Regions from separate parts of the Mus musculus genome. Here regions 2, 3 and 4 are each linked to region 1. A link is a contact called in public promoter capture Hi-C data. All regions are on one chromosome and are shown on one strand. Each heading gives the region's core, a stretch centred on a gene start, on an enhancer-like site or on the middle of the called end of the contact. The rest is flanking DNA. Distances are from core to core; before and after follow the strand shown. Region 1 holds the start of Idh3b (isocitrate dehydrogenase 3 (NAD+) beta). Region 2 holds the start of Chchd5 (coiled-coil-helix-coiled-coil-helix domain containing 5). Region 3 holds the start of Ttl (tubulin tyrosine ligase). Region 4 holds the start of Fbln7 (fibulin 7).

The links. Promoter capture Hi-C pulls out the DNA fragments that hold promoters and counts their contacts.
Region 2: a promoter capture Hi-C map of liver shows a contact between it and region 1, with 5 times the contacts expected there. The contact joins the promoter of Chchd5 here to the promoter of Idh3b in region 1. A contact is called at or near these places in 7 of 39 promoter capture datasets (the 3T3-L1 cell line, the C10 cell line, embryonic stem cells and 3 more), 2 of 115 datasets of contacts at active chromatin or transcription factors (astrocytes and embryonic stem cells) and 3 of 9 other capture datasets (adipose tissue, liver and pancreatic islet).
Region 3: a contact with region 1 is called in a promoter capture Hi-C map of liver, with 4 times the contacts expected there. The contact joins the promoter of Ttl here to the promoter of Idh3b in region 1. A contact is called at or near these places in 3 of 39 promoter capture datasets (liver and neutrophils) and 1 of 115 datasets of contacts at active chromatin or transcription factors (astrocytes).
Region 4: a promoter capture Hi-C map of liver shows a contact between it and region 1, with 4 times the contacts expected there. The contact joins the promoter of Fbln7 here to the promoter of Idh3b in region 1. A contact is called at or near these places in 2 of 39 promoter capture datasets (both in liver) and 2 of 115 datasets of contacts at active chromatin or transcription factors (astrocytes and pancreatic cancer cells).

What each region holds. Positions count from the first base shown.
Region 1 is chr2:130,282,390-130,285,912 of GRCm38.p6, forward strand. Idh3b (isocitrate dehydrogenase 3 (NAD+) beta) reads right to left here and starts at 2,062. Exons shown (of 12, transcript NM_130884.4): 1 at 1,993-2,062; 2 at 1,782-1,859; 3 at 1,549-1,647; 4 at 1,320-1,440. The coding sequence starts at 2,028.
Region 2 is chr2:129,128,085-129,131,236 of GRCm38.p6, forward strand. It overlaps Chchd5 (coiled-coil-helix-coiled-coil-helix domain containing 5), which reads left to right and starts at 1,616. Exons shown (of 4, transcript NM_025395.3): 1 at 1,616-1,773; 2 at 2,094-2,234; 3 at 2,317-2,482. The coding sequence starts at 1,772.
Region 3 is chr2:129,064,407-129,067,835 of GRCm38.p6, forward strand. It overlaps Ttl (tubulin tyrosine ligase), which reads left to right and starts at 1,541. Exons shown (of 7, transcript NM_027192.2): 1 at 1,541-1,897. The coding sequence starts at 1,741. It overlaps Vinac1 (vinculin/alpha-catenin family member 1), which reads right to left and starts at 1,503. Exons shown (of 11, transcript NM_001370941.1): 1 at 731-1,503.
Region 4 is chr2:128,862,252-128,865,820 of GRCm38.p6, forward strand. Fbln7 (fibulin 7) reads left to right here and starts at 1,681. Exons shown (of 8, transcript NM_024237.4): 1 at 1,681-1,896. The coding sequence starts at 1,822.

The DNA of each region.
Region 1 (3,523 bases), core at 812-3,311:
GTAGTTAGTTCCTGGTTAAGTACCTTCAGTGAGTTGACCAGTGATAGGCCCCAAATGATAGGCCCATGAGCTTACACCAAGAAACCATAAACATGACTTTATTTGGGGGGGGGGGGGGGGAGGCGGCAGGGAGAAACTATAAATGAGGATTTTATAGTGAGAATTTTGGTTTCTTTATAAAAAAATCCACTGAAATGTTATGAGACTATGTTTTTGTTTTATTCCCAGGTGTGGGATACAGGTCTGCTTCAGACTCTTCACAGCAGTTGACTAAGATTTGCCTCATGCCGGGTGTGGTTTTGCCTGGGATCAGGTAGTTTTTGTGATTATGTAACATTTAGAATTGTGGGAGCTTTTCAAGAGGGTATAGAAATGTTAGGGTCCTGAGAAGCAGAGAGGGGTTGTTGGTTGATTGCCATTTGATAGTAGTTGTGCACAAAGAAAAAACAAGAAAAGGAAATTGGGTATTTTGCTGGTGAGGATCAAACTTGCCCCAAGGAACTTAGAGGGACTGTAGCTTCAGGAACTGAATTATATATGTTATTTTCAGTAGCATCCAATGGCAGTCATAGGAAACTAATGCCACAAGTGAGTGGAGATCCTGATAGGTGACACAGTGACATATACAGGACAATTAGGACAGCGGATTGTGAGCAACGCACAGAACAAATTGTAGAAAGGAAAACAGGAACATCAGGGGCCAGATTATAAAGAACTGACTTTCCTCTGCAAAAGCTGGCCCTGCAAGTGAGGCTGTCCAAGAAAGTGGGTCTATAGGAGGAAACCTACAAGCTAAATAAATAAATAAATAAATAAATTTTTAAAAATCCAATATGGGGAATAAAACAGCACAAGAGAAGAAATGGAGTGGTTAGAATGATCAGCGCACACTGGGTTAGGGTGGCCGTGCCTTTAATCTCAGCCCTTGGGAGGCAGAGGCAGAGAGCAGAGAGGCAGAGGCAGGCAGATCTCTGTGAGTTCGAGTCCAGCCTGGTCTACAGAGAGTTCCAGAACAGCCGGGGCTACACAGAGAAACCCTACCTGGAAAAACTAACAACAACAACAACAACAACAACAAACAATAAATGAACAAACCAAAAAAGAATGGGCACGCAGACACAACTAACAGGGTCTGACCCCGGTGACACAGCCTCAGCAGGTCCCAACCCCTTCCTGACATCACTAACTCCTGGTTTGCCACTGAGAAGAAACAAATTCCTAAATGTCAGTAGAGGCCAGTCTGGAAAACTGATATATACACACTGCAGAGAGAGGGGCTTTATGAACACTGCTCTTAAATGACAGAGTGCCATACAAACCAATGATGGCAACTTTGTTCTCCTTCATGGAACTCAGCACCTGCTCCAGCTTCTCCTCAGAAGCCATATTCTGCACCTCGCTCAGATGATGCTCCTTAAATTCCACAGGGACAGCAGCAGCCTTCAGGGATAAGTCCAAGCACAGGGCTGGGTCAGGTCTGAACTTTCCAACAACCCATCCATCCCTGTAGCCTGATCCGCCACCCATCCCCCGCCCCGGGCTATTCACCTTGAACACTTCCTTGACAGCATGCATGAGCTCTGGCCCCACGCCGTCTCCAGGCAGCATGGTCACAGGAAAGGCACCCTCCACCCTCACATCTTGTGCCTGTGAGTGGGGCCAGCAGAGATGGAGCAGGGGCAGAAGTGGGAGTCAGAGGGAAAGAGGTGGGGAGGGGAAACCCAGGGGAGCGGCAAGGAGGCGACAAGGATGGGCGAGAACGAAGCTGGACTCAAGCGTACCTGGCTCTGGGAAGCGGCGTGAGCCGTAGATGTTCCGAGACCTCTCCATGCCCCGGAGTTCCGAGCGGCGAGCACCGCCTGCGACAGACACAAGGTCAGATCGGGGACACCGCGGCCCCTTACACCGCGATGACCTTGCCTTCTTTTGGAAACCGCGGACAAACCCTCTGTTCTCCCGCCCACCCTCCGCTCAGGTCGTCCCGGGCCTCACTCGGGTCAGCCAGCGGACATTGCTCAGCGCTGCCATGTTCGGCCGAGGAAGTCGCGGGGGAAGTGACGCCGGAAGCGAGCGCGGTCGTGGGAGCTGGACTTCCTGTCAGCCCTGGCGAGCTTGGCGGTTCTTTCTCCCGTACCAATCGGCGGTGTGTACGGATTCACTTGAGTTCTCTCCTTCTGTTTGGTAATGTAGGGTCACAGGACACACAACCAGTTTGTCTGTTTGCTTTGTTTTCACTCGTCAGATTTAATTTCTCTTGAAAATTCAAAACAACATCCAAATATATATGGCCAAGTATTGAACAAGGATGTGAGTTTAACAATAAGTTGAGAAGTCTTGGGAATTTGTGAATGTTTGAATGTTCTGTTATGCGTTATTCTCTTAACTAGTACTCACTGTTAGTCACTTAGAATTCTTTTAAATAGGTAAAATAATTCAGATTACAAAGAAAACTGGTTATGATAAGAAAACTAACTTGGAGTTGATGAGGTAGCTCTGTAGACCAGGCTGGCCTCAAACTCATAGACCCGCCTGCCTCCACCTCCCAAGTGCTGGAATTAAAGGTGTGCACCACCACATCCTGGAAAAAAAAAAAAAGAAGCTGAAAAATAAAAGCTAATTCTTTTGCTCCACTGTATAGTATGCTATAATTTAAATTTACTAAATTGCTTAATCCTTTCTTAAATAGGCAGATACCTAGTATGAAATCTGATTTGGGCTCTTCTCAGCAACATTGCTGTGTATATCCCTGTACATTCTCCTTTGTACATATGATGAAGATTATAACTATCCTGCAGGGCACCTCTAGCCATGTATGTATTACAGGTGAAATGGTGTGTTTTCAATAGTTTGATTATAGATCTGTGTGTGTTTCACTCATGAATTTGTTCTCATGCAGTAAACAGAAAACTCATTCATCATGATAGCTGATAGTTTCTCTCCCACTACTTCTGGAAATAAAGAGTTACTGACATTGATTTAGCTGCTTAGTTATGTCCCCAGGGATCCTGGATGGGGGGCGGGTCCTCTATATCATCTCCTCTCAAAACTCCATTAGATTGCTAAACCCAGTGTCTATTTTATAATAGAATGTTGAGTATCTCATATAATTTATTGAGTGCTACACGGAAAGTGTATCAGAACAGGCATGTATGTTTTGTTGAGACAGGATCTCTCTTTATATCCCTGGTTGACCTATAACTTCCTATGTAGACCAGGCTGACCTGGAACTCAGAGAGATCCACCTGCCTCTTTGCTTTCTAAGTGCTAGGATTAAAGGCGTGTACCCCATGCCTGCCTAATGGACTTGTATCAATTACTTTTATCATTGTTGGGACAAAACACAGACAAAAGCAGCTTTCGAAAGAACAGATTTACTTTAGCTCATGGCTCCAGGAGACCCCAGTCACCACAGAGGGGAAGGGACGGCAGCAAGATCAGGAAGCAGCTGGGCTCTCTCTCTCTCTCTCTCTCTCCAGTTCAAACTGGCCATTTTCACTCAAGGCACATCAGGTATCTGAGCAGG
Region 2 (3,152 bases), core at 366-2,865, 1.2 Mb before region 1:
TTTACTTAACAGTTTACTTTAAATTTGTGGAAGTTGTATGTGTGAGTTCATGCCTTTGCATTGCTGTATAGTACTCCACAGTATGGGTGACCTACTTTTGCCATCCACTTTGAAGGACATTTTGATTCCAGTTTGGGGCACTAAGAGAGAAAGCTTCTCTGGAAGGCCACATGCATGCTTGTGTGTAGATATAAACTTCTTGTATCTGGGACAAACGTTCAAGAAGCAATTATTGCGTCATAAGATAGTTACCTGATTTCATAAGAAATAGGGGAGGGAGTGAAGGAATGGCTGACTAAAGTGCTTGCTATGCAAGCAGGAAGACCTGAGTTGTGGATCTCCAACACCTGCATAAAAACCTGCAGAAAAGGCATGGTAGGGCAGACTTGGAATCCCAGTGTTGGGATGAGGAGACAGCTCCTGGATGTTCACTGGTGGGTTTTAAGGTTCAGTGACACCCTGTCTCCAAAAAGCTTCAGGTGTCAAGCAATAGAGGAAGCCACCTGCCGCCAGCCTCTGCCTGCACACATGTACATCACACACATGTCCCTAGTTTCCTTTTCCTGCTCCCTCTTAGCGGCTACTGACATTTACAGCGTGCCTGTCCTGGTGTTTTCTCTCAGACCAATAACATTGCCCTTGATTGTCCTAAATGAGTACCTTTTAAAGTTCTTTCATTAATGAGCTCCCCAGAAGGGAACCCCAGTAACAGAAGCACTCTTGAGACCTGCATTTCTCAGATCCGCTTCACTTCAAACCTTAGGGTTATCTAGTTCTCTCCATTCCATTCTTAATGACTCTTTTGACAGCAACCAGACAAAAGGAAACTAGAAGTGTGGAGTGTCAAGTTTCCCAAAAATGAAAGTGTCACTGTATATTATGAAGGCCAAAGCAGTCGTTCTCATTTTACAACTGCGTGCTAAGGTAATCACCTTACCGCTCATTTTCTCTAGCTTAGGCCTCTCCATATGAGGAATATTTAGCCTTACAGGGAAATGAACTTCCAGGTCTAGCCCTATAATCTGAAGGCAAATGTGGAGAGGGTGCAAACACCACCTAAGGAAATTACAAAGAAAATAATTTGTGCACGATTGCAAGGAGCAAGCAATAAAACCCACTCTCATCCTGCCTTTACCACCTATGGCAGGAAAAGGACATGTCTGAGTGAATAATCGGATGGGAAGCCCAATGTGGCGTTTAAGATCATTCCTTTCCGTCAAGTTGGAACTAAAGTCAGGAGGAGAATACGCAGTGGCGGAAAGCCACTGGTAGCTCAGCCTGAGAGGGCAATCCCCGTGTTCCTAAACTAGCAGCGGCGGGCACAGCTGCCGCCTCAGCCGCAGCGTGTGCCGAGCCATAGTCACGCGGGCCGGTGGCCTCAACTCCAGCCGGGAAAGTGGCAGCGCGAGCGGCTGTAGATCTGACCTACAGGGAACCAGCTCTGGTGCTCTGTGCCTGGCTGCTCGATCACGGCCGAAGTCCTGCTTCCGGTGATCACTAAACGCGACCACCACAAGCCGGAAGTAAATAAACTAAAATAGCTGACGGACCGGAAGTAGTTACAGGGGCCTCCTCCCGGATAGGCAGTGAGGCGGAAAGCAAAGCAGGACACAGCCATGAAGGTTGGACCAATGTGGGATGAGTGGCAGGGACGCTCGACGACCGGAAGAGTGAGGCCAGGAGGTCTGGGTTGGGCGCCGCCATAACAACCTGATACCGGAAAAGGCGGGTCTCTTCTCCCTGACTGATCGGCGCTTGAATTCGCCTGGAGATGTGAGTTACAACTCCCTATAACTCTAGATCATGCTTGTCAGACTGCACGGTCCCCAACGGGAAATGACTGAATTCAAGACTCCAGGCCTGCTTCACAATAGCCAGACTTTTTGTCTTAGGACTTCCACGATCTCCCGGGAAATCCCACCTTGTTCCACAACGCGCAGGGATCGGCGCTTATTTCTGCCCCTCGTTGGTTGTCCCTATCACAGGATCTTTACACCCCCCACCCCCAATCCAGACTAGTCCAATCACAGATCAAAATCAGAACTCTTTCTTGCCTTCTCTTGAGATTATCTTCAGTTTACCCTGTCCCACAGGCAGGCAGCCCTGGAAGTCACTGCTCGATACTGCAGCCGAGAGCTGGATCAGTATGGCCAATGTGTGGCAGCCAAGCCAGAGTCGTGGCATCGAGATTGTCACCACCTTAAGATGAGCATTGCTCGCTGCACGTCCTCCCAGTGAGTGTACAACTGGGGGCTAGAGGGTGCCAGGCAGTAGGGTTTGAATGCTTCAGGGTCTAAAATGCCCTACCCCCCACAGCCCGATCATCCGCCAGATCCGCCAGGCCTGTGCTGAGCCCTTTGAAGCCTTTGAGAAGTGTCTTCGCTTGAATGAGGCAGCAGTGGGCAACTGTGCTGAACACATGCGCCGCTTCCTGCAGTGTGCAGAGCAGGTGCAGCCACCAAGTTCACCCACAACTGGAGAGGTAAAGGAGGCTAACTTGATCGTAGCTTTTTCCTTTCACAACTCCCTTCATTTTCTAGTTTAAATACCTTCCAGAACCAGTCCCAGCCCCATTCCCATACATGGCCTTGGCTATGCATCCAAGAATCTAAAAACCATGGTTCTCTGTCCCCGAGTGGACATGCCTCTGCTTGTCACCACCTTTCACACTCCCCTCTGCCAGGGCACCTGCCCCAGCCTTTCCCCGGCTTGCCAGACCCTCTGTGTTCCATATAATGACCTGGATTCTAGTAATGATAATCCCTTGCTTAAAACTCTCTGGTGGCCACCAATTCACACTGGAACAAAGTCCCTGATTCTTACTGGATCCTGTGTTCTTCCTTTCCTCAGCCACTGTGTCCCCTTCACTACTTTCCAGCTGTGCTGGTAGGGGTGAGGGGGTGAGGTGGAGGGGTGCACAGAAAAGGATCTTGCTAATGTATACAATACATAAATACATATACAATATGTCTGAAATACTAAACTGTTATTGATGTAGCCATTAGGAAAAAGTCTTTAAAATGTTCTGGATTTGGCAGAAATGGAGGAAAGCGTGAGAAACCCTCCCTCCCTTGCTGCTCTTGCTGGATCTCTCCAAGGGAAAGTTCACACCTTCGACCGCCCTCATCTGAGCACCTCTGGGCTCTCTGTCC
Region 3 (3,429 bases), core at 291-2,790, 1.2 Mb before region 1:
CATTCTCTATAAACCAGTTTTTAATATCTAACCCTAACTTCTTCCATGTATCCACATCTAAACTTCCCCTTTCTGGGAGCCAGGGACTGACTGTACAAACTGAAGAAAGTCAGTCAGATGGCTAGTTTTAACCTTAAAGACTTTTCTTTCTTTCTTTCTTTCTTTCTTTCTTTCGGGTTTTTTGTTTTGTTTTGGTTTGGTTTAGTTTTTCGAGACAGGGTTTCTCTGTATATAGTTCTGGCTGTCCTGGAACTCACTCTGTAGACCAGGCTGGCCTCGAACTCAGAAATCCGCCTGCCTCTGCCTCCCAAGTGCTGGGATTAAGGGCGTGCTCCACCATTGCCCAGCTAAGACTCTTTTCTTAAGAGTATACTTATTAATATCTGTAAAGAACTCTCTATCTGTAGATTCACTTTGTCCCATCTTGAGAGATACCCATGAAATGCACACAACCCAGAACTGATGTCTTCTGACCTAAGACGGGTGCTGATAGCTTCCAACAGAACAGCTAGGCACTGATGGCACCTAGTATCAGCCTCTGCTGATGGCAGCAGGCAATAAAAGCCAGAGCTGATGGCTCCTGGCTTAACATGGGCACTGATGGTACCCAACCAGGAACTGATGGCCCCAACTATCCGCCTCTACTGATGGCAGAAGACAATTTAACTGCACACTCCTTGTCCAATGGATTTGTAAGACCCAGTTAAGAGTCCTATCTGTGTCCACTTACCTTATTCAATGTCGCTGTTCGGGTGCCAAATTAGAACATTGGGAGCCTCCTGGCCCGGGCCAGGGGTAGCAGTGGAGTCACAGAGTAAGGACTCTGGTGATGGCTTTAACGTCTGAGGGTCTTGGGGCTTTCTAGCTCTCTAATTATACTGAAATGCTGATGATAACTTCTAAAAAGTCCTAAAAACTTTCTTGCTCTTTCTGAGGGCTTGCTTGCTGGCTTAGGCGATTAACACCTGTAGCCTATCAGGGGAGGATTAAGCAATACAGCCTTTGTTCTATCTCAGCAGGAATCTTTCCTAAAATGAGTCCCTCATAGCCTTGCTTAATGAGGGCTCACTGTCGCAGATTATATAATAATCCAAGGCAGGCTACTTCAGGATGATCACCTGCTAGTTATTAGCTTGTCCCATTATGGCTCCTGACATGTGTCCGATTTTACCGCACCCAGATCAAACCCAGAGCTCAGTGCTGGCTAAGCAAGCACTCTACCAACTGAGCTACACCCATGCCTGGATCTTTTGTTTCATCCACCAAATCTGATTTTGAACTTGGTGGAAGACCCAGACAGAGGGCGGAAAGGGATATTGGCGGGCTATGGCGCAGCTGGAATTATTTCCCTTGGTCTCTCCACCGCAGTTTGCTATTACTGCAGCCACACTTGAGACCCATGTCACCGGCCACACACTGAGTGGCGGGGCGGCCCTGGTGGGCCCTGCTTGGGAGCTCCTGCCGCCGCAACCCGCAGACCTGCCCTTAGCGCCGCGCGGAATCACGGTCGTGGGCGGGGCGCCGGCGGTGGGCGGGGCGCTGGGGGTGGGCGCGGCGTCCGGGTGGCGCTCGCCACTCGGGCGGTGGCGCGGGCGCCCAGGGCAGACACTAGGGTAATCCGGAGGCGCGGCCCTGGAATTAGACCGACAGCGGGGCTGAGGCTGAGGCTGGGGCAGTGTGCACGCGGGGCCGCCGTGCCCTGGACTCGTGTAGCGGCTGCGGGGCGCGCTGCCCTTCGCCATGTACACCTTCGTGGTGCGCGACGAGAATAGCAGCGTCTACGCCGAGGTCTCCCGGCTGCTGCTGGCCACCGGCTACTGGAAGAGGCTACGGCGAGACAACCCCAGGTTCAACCTGATGCTGGGGGAGAGGAACCGACTGCCCTTCGGGAGACTAGGTGAGCCCTTCCCTCGTGGCCGCTGCGCGCATGAATCGGAGAGCGAGCGCTTTTGTTTTTTAAGGTCATTAATCTTCCCTAGGCGCGAGCTCACCTTAGCAGATATAAAATGGGTCTAGCAAGACCTAAACCCGTAGCTGGATTTGGAACGGAGTCTGGGTGCGGTTGCCCTGTCTGCTGACAGTGACCTATACCCGCACTCAGGGTGTCGGCCTGGTTCCCCTGCTTCCCTGGGCCCGCATCAGTCATCTTGCAGCTTTCCGCCACTTAGGATTCAGCTCTGTGTGGTGTGGGCGTGGAAGGGGAGTTGAAACCGCCGAGGCTTGGGTTACCCGGAGGCCAAGATGAACCGGCAGGGAATTTGGAGAAAACTCACTGACTTACCCAAAGCAGGAGCTTCCAGGGAAGCTGGAGCGTGGGGAGCTGTTCCATTTCAGACCTTTCCTTTAGCTGCACCAAAAGTTTACATTTGCAGCTGCATTTAGTGATGTTTTCTTACACGATCTTGGGTGACTTTTGCTCTCCTCATCCACATGTGCGAAACTGGCTTGGTACCATTCTATTCGCGTACTCTCATGTAGGAAGGGACAGCAACTCCCTTTTAAATGACGTAATCTTGAAGTTGTCCTAATGGGTTCAACTAGCATCCCACAGACTTGAACCTGGTCTCATGGTCCCTTCACTACATAGTCATCTGGGGAGGGCTTGCCTCTCTCTGGGTGTCTGGTTCTTTTCCAGAATTTCACTTGGGGGTGGGATCATTTGTATTTCAAGGACAGAAGAGGAGGGGGGCATCTCTACCTTAGCAAACACCCCAGAAAGTAGTGTCCCGTGTCCTGAAGAGGAGAGGTTTTTTTCAGACATAGGTGTGGTCAGCGGTGGATGAGGCTAAACGGAAAGCAGTTTGTTTGGAACTAACAGGCAATTTGGCAAGCTTGCATAGGGCACTTGGGTGACATTATAGCCACAGCAAGCTATGATGGCTTATGGAATGAAGTTTGTTAAGGCTTAGTCTTACTGAATTAGTTCAGGGACAACTTTTCATTATTATACATGTTTATACTCTAGCGTGGCGACTCCATGGAGTGGTGGTTGGAAGACTCAGACGTCACAGACTAGAAAATGTGCTTAGAAACTGATGTCCTGTGGTAGCAGATTCCTCCGGAAGGGCTCAGCAAAGAAAGCCCCTCAAAACTAAGTTCCCTGAGAGAAGCACAGGAGCGGCTGACTGGGTCGTTTCTCCTAACTTTACTGCTTCCCTTGCTGGCACCTGACAATGCCTGGTGGTAAGAACCTAGGTAGAACCAAAAGGCTCTCCCAGCCTGGTGTGGGAGTGACTGGCCTTGTCAGTGTGCTGACAGATAGAAACCCTTTGGAATCCCAGGCCTGAGAAGGCAACATGAATTTAGCAGATGACCAGCACATTTTATTTTTATGGAAAAGACAGATGTATTCTCTAAATAAAATGGTTCTAATCCCTTGCCGTTGGGAGGATTCTCTTTTTGTCTAAAGTGGGCTGCATAAAACCCACG
Region 4 (3,569 bases), core at 431-2,930, 1.4 Mb before region 1:
CCAAGTTCCAGTACAGCCAGAGCTACATAAAGAAACCCTGTCTCCCCCACCACCACCACCACCACCACCCCACGCCGGAATCCTTATCGATCTCCTGTCTGTTCCCACAAGTGAGGATGAAGTAAACTTTACGGACATCAGTTCTGCCTGTGGATGCCTTGATCTTGAACCTAGCTTGCAGAGCCTCGCGGCACACATTGTATTGTTTGTACACTGCCTAGTCTGGAGTACTTTGTTATAGCATCTCTAACAGGCCAAGAGAGGACTCTCGGCTTGCCTTCTGCTTTCCATCTAAAGCAGCTCAGAACCATTCCATACAGAAGAGTGAGCTTCACAAAATGTCCTTGCAGGGAGAACTAAATTACGTTTTCCAGGAGTAGAGAGGTCCGAGACATCTGGTTCACTCATAGCCTGAGTACAGGAACCTCAATTCCATGCCTGTCACAGGGCTGTTACCTAACTAGACCCCAGGCGTGTTCTGTAGCTGGGCCTTTACTTTAAACCCTTGGGAAACAGACGGAAAACTAGAAGGAAGGCTGTAGACTCTTCGTCACGGAGCATGTGCCCTACTTAGTCACTGAGCATGCGCCCTCCTAACCTAGTCACTGAGCATGCGCCCTCTTAACTTAGTCACTGAGCACGCGCCTTCCAAAAGCCCTAGGGAGAATTGATTTAAAAACTGGCAGAGTTGTCCAAAGGGTGACTTAGTCTAACTCAGAGCCCTTTAAACTTCTTGCTCTCAGTCTCTTTTCACTGAGAAATATTTCTGCAACCTTAGGAATTCAGGCACATGAAGAAGTGTACAGATCAAACACGTACTGGTAATAAATCATAAATTTATTTTAAAGTAATTATTTGCTATAAATATAATTTTATCCTTTATTAAAATTAAAGGAAATTTGATATGCTTTATTAATTTTTACATGAAGAATTAAATCTTGGCTGAATATTTGATATTGAAGAATAAGAAGCAGTTTTGACTTTTTTCCCCCCCTAAATTGATTGTTTGGTTATAAAATTGTCACACGGAGCACACCACCTCATATAAGTAAGTAGTACAAAGTAGCAAAAAACTTAGCGTGTACAGTAAAACCACTTCATTTCGTAACATAAGTTAGTCTGAGATCTGAGCCAAGTGTCCTAGGTGTGTGTGTGTGTGTGTGTGTGTGTGTGTGTGCGTGTGTGATCATTCCCGTGGTGCCCCTGGACATCTGACCAGTAGCAGTTATGGAGACCAAGGATACCTTGGATTCATTATATTTGATTTTGAATTAATTTTTGGTTTCGTGCCTCACCATTTGCTAAAATCAGTAACTCAGCTCCCATTTTTTTCGGCCCACGGTTTAAGAAGAGACGGTCTAACCTGGTCCAATTTATGAAGGCCATCTTTCTGCCATACTAACCCTGTTCTCTGTTGTCCTAGAGGAAGATGTCCTTATGTGGGCTTTGAAGTGGGACAGTCCTAAATTTGGCTCATCAATCAGCCGCGTGTAGTTGGCAGGGGCCTAGGTCTCTCCCGGCGGGCAGTGGGGACTGCGGACAGTGGGGCAGCCCAGGGTGGACACTGGCCACCCTTGGTCGCGAGGCGTCGCACCCGTTCTTTTCCCAGAGCAGAGGATTGGGCGAGCTCCCAGGCGCATTCCAGGCTCCACAGCTCCTCCTCTCTCGCCTCCGCCACAGGGCTGGCGCCTCCCCGCGTCGTCGGGACAGTCCCGTGCAGGCGGCTGCGGACTAGTGGCCTTGGAAGCTGCAAGGGACCCGCGCACTGCGGCCAGAGAACAGCGACCTGCCTTCCCCAGCAGCAAGGCTGTGAGTGGCAAGATGGGACCGGGCTCACAGCGCGCGCTTTTCCTCCTCTTGCTGCTCCTCGCCAGCCCCGGAGCGCGGGCTTTCCAGGTCAGTGTCCCCCGCAGTGCGTCTTGGAGTCCCGCTTCCCAAGGAGGTAGCGCCGAGGCCAGGGCATGCCATGCTCCACTCCTGTGCTGGAGTTGGGACTTGGAGCGGAGTCTAGGGCTGGGGTTTGGTTGATGGAGAGAGGAGCGGGGTCCTCCATCTGTCATTGCAGGCGACCTGGGCTGCTGCAGCCCAACGGGAGAAGGTGGCTCCGCGTGGGAATCGCCAGCCCGGGAAAGTTACCCAAGGATTTCTGAGACACTGGTCTTTTGTGGGTCTTGGTGAGAACACCTGGCCGCCCAATTCTGTTAGAGAATGTTCGTGCTCTCCAAACCCAACATTTACGTTTCTAACTGAAATATTCTTGCTGCCACCACACCCTAACCACTCTCAGAAATTCTTACCAGTGGCCTGATGGATCCTCAGGTGGTCCTATCCTGAGCACCCGAAGCCTCAGAGTTGCAATTATATTTTCTTACACACCCATATGAACAGCAGGGTCTTTTCTTTTCTTTTCTTTCCCTTTCCCTTTCTCTCTTTCTCTCCTTCTCTCCTTCTCTCCTTCTTTCTCTCTCTCTCTCTCTCTCTCTCTCTCTCTCTCTCTCTCTCTCCCTCGCTCCCCCTCCCTCCCTCCCTTCCTTCCTTCTTTCCTTCCTTTCTTTCTTTCTCTTTTTTTTTTGACATTTACGTCTCCAAATCCCACTGGATTTATTTGCTTGGCTAGATTTTATAACAATAACAACAACAACAACAATAAGTATTATTATTATTATTTTATTAACCATTGGAAACTGACTTTTAAAATTGAGACTGTAAATAAAAATGTATTTGAGAGACTTTGTATTGTCAGGTTCAGGTCAGCTTCCATCAAACGCGTGTCAGCAGACAGAGGTCCCTCAACGAGAGTCCTGAAGCAGCTTCTTCAACCATGCCAACAGCAGCATAAACAGCTGCAGGATGTGCAGGGAGGCTGGGTGCCTGCTGAGTGTCCAGATCCTTCTTTAAGACCACCCAGTCAGGAAGAAGTGGTATAAATTCCCTCTCTGACTGGACTCTGACCTGATCTTTGTCCATGCTCCATGTTCTGGGGCTAAATTGCTGTGCACTGGCAAGTTTCCCCGGGGATACTGAGAAGTCCCCTGGGGTGCAGCAAGGCTTTCCGAGCCTGGAGAATTTGGTTTAGATCAGACCTGCTCCTGTTAGTGCGGAAGGTAATGAGTGGGAGTCACAGGAAGTTGCTCAACAGCCAAATGGCCAGGACCCAGCCTGGGGCTACTGTGAGCCCACCCACCAGAGCAATGGGATCTCCCTAGTTTTGCAGATTACAAAGCCAAACCAAACCTTCACCCCATGCCCAGTGCCAGAAGCACAGAAGATACATCTCCACTGGGCTCCCCCATCCCAGGCTGCAAAGGGGCAGGGCATGAGAAGAGTAGACGTTCCGGAGACCAATCATCTCGTGATAGTGGGTGGGCATCTGTCCCACGGGGCGAGGTGGGAAATAGTGAGATTAGGGCAACTGGTAATCTGGTGCAGAGGCAGCACTGAGCTTGCCTCACTTTGAACATGCTCTTGCGACACTAAGATCCAATCCCTGCCGTGCCCTGGCCAGGCTTTCTCAGCCCCTCGACGCCAAGCATAGCCTTCTTTATCTGCAAAACATTTGTAGGTGAAAC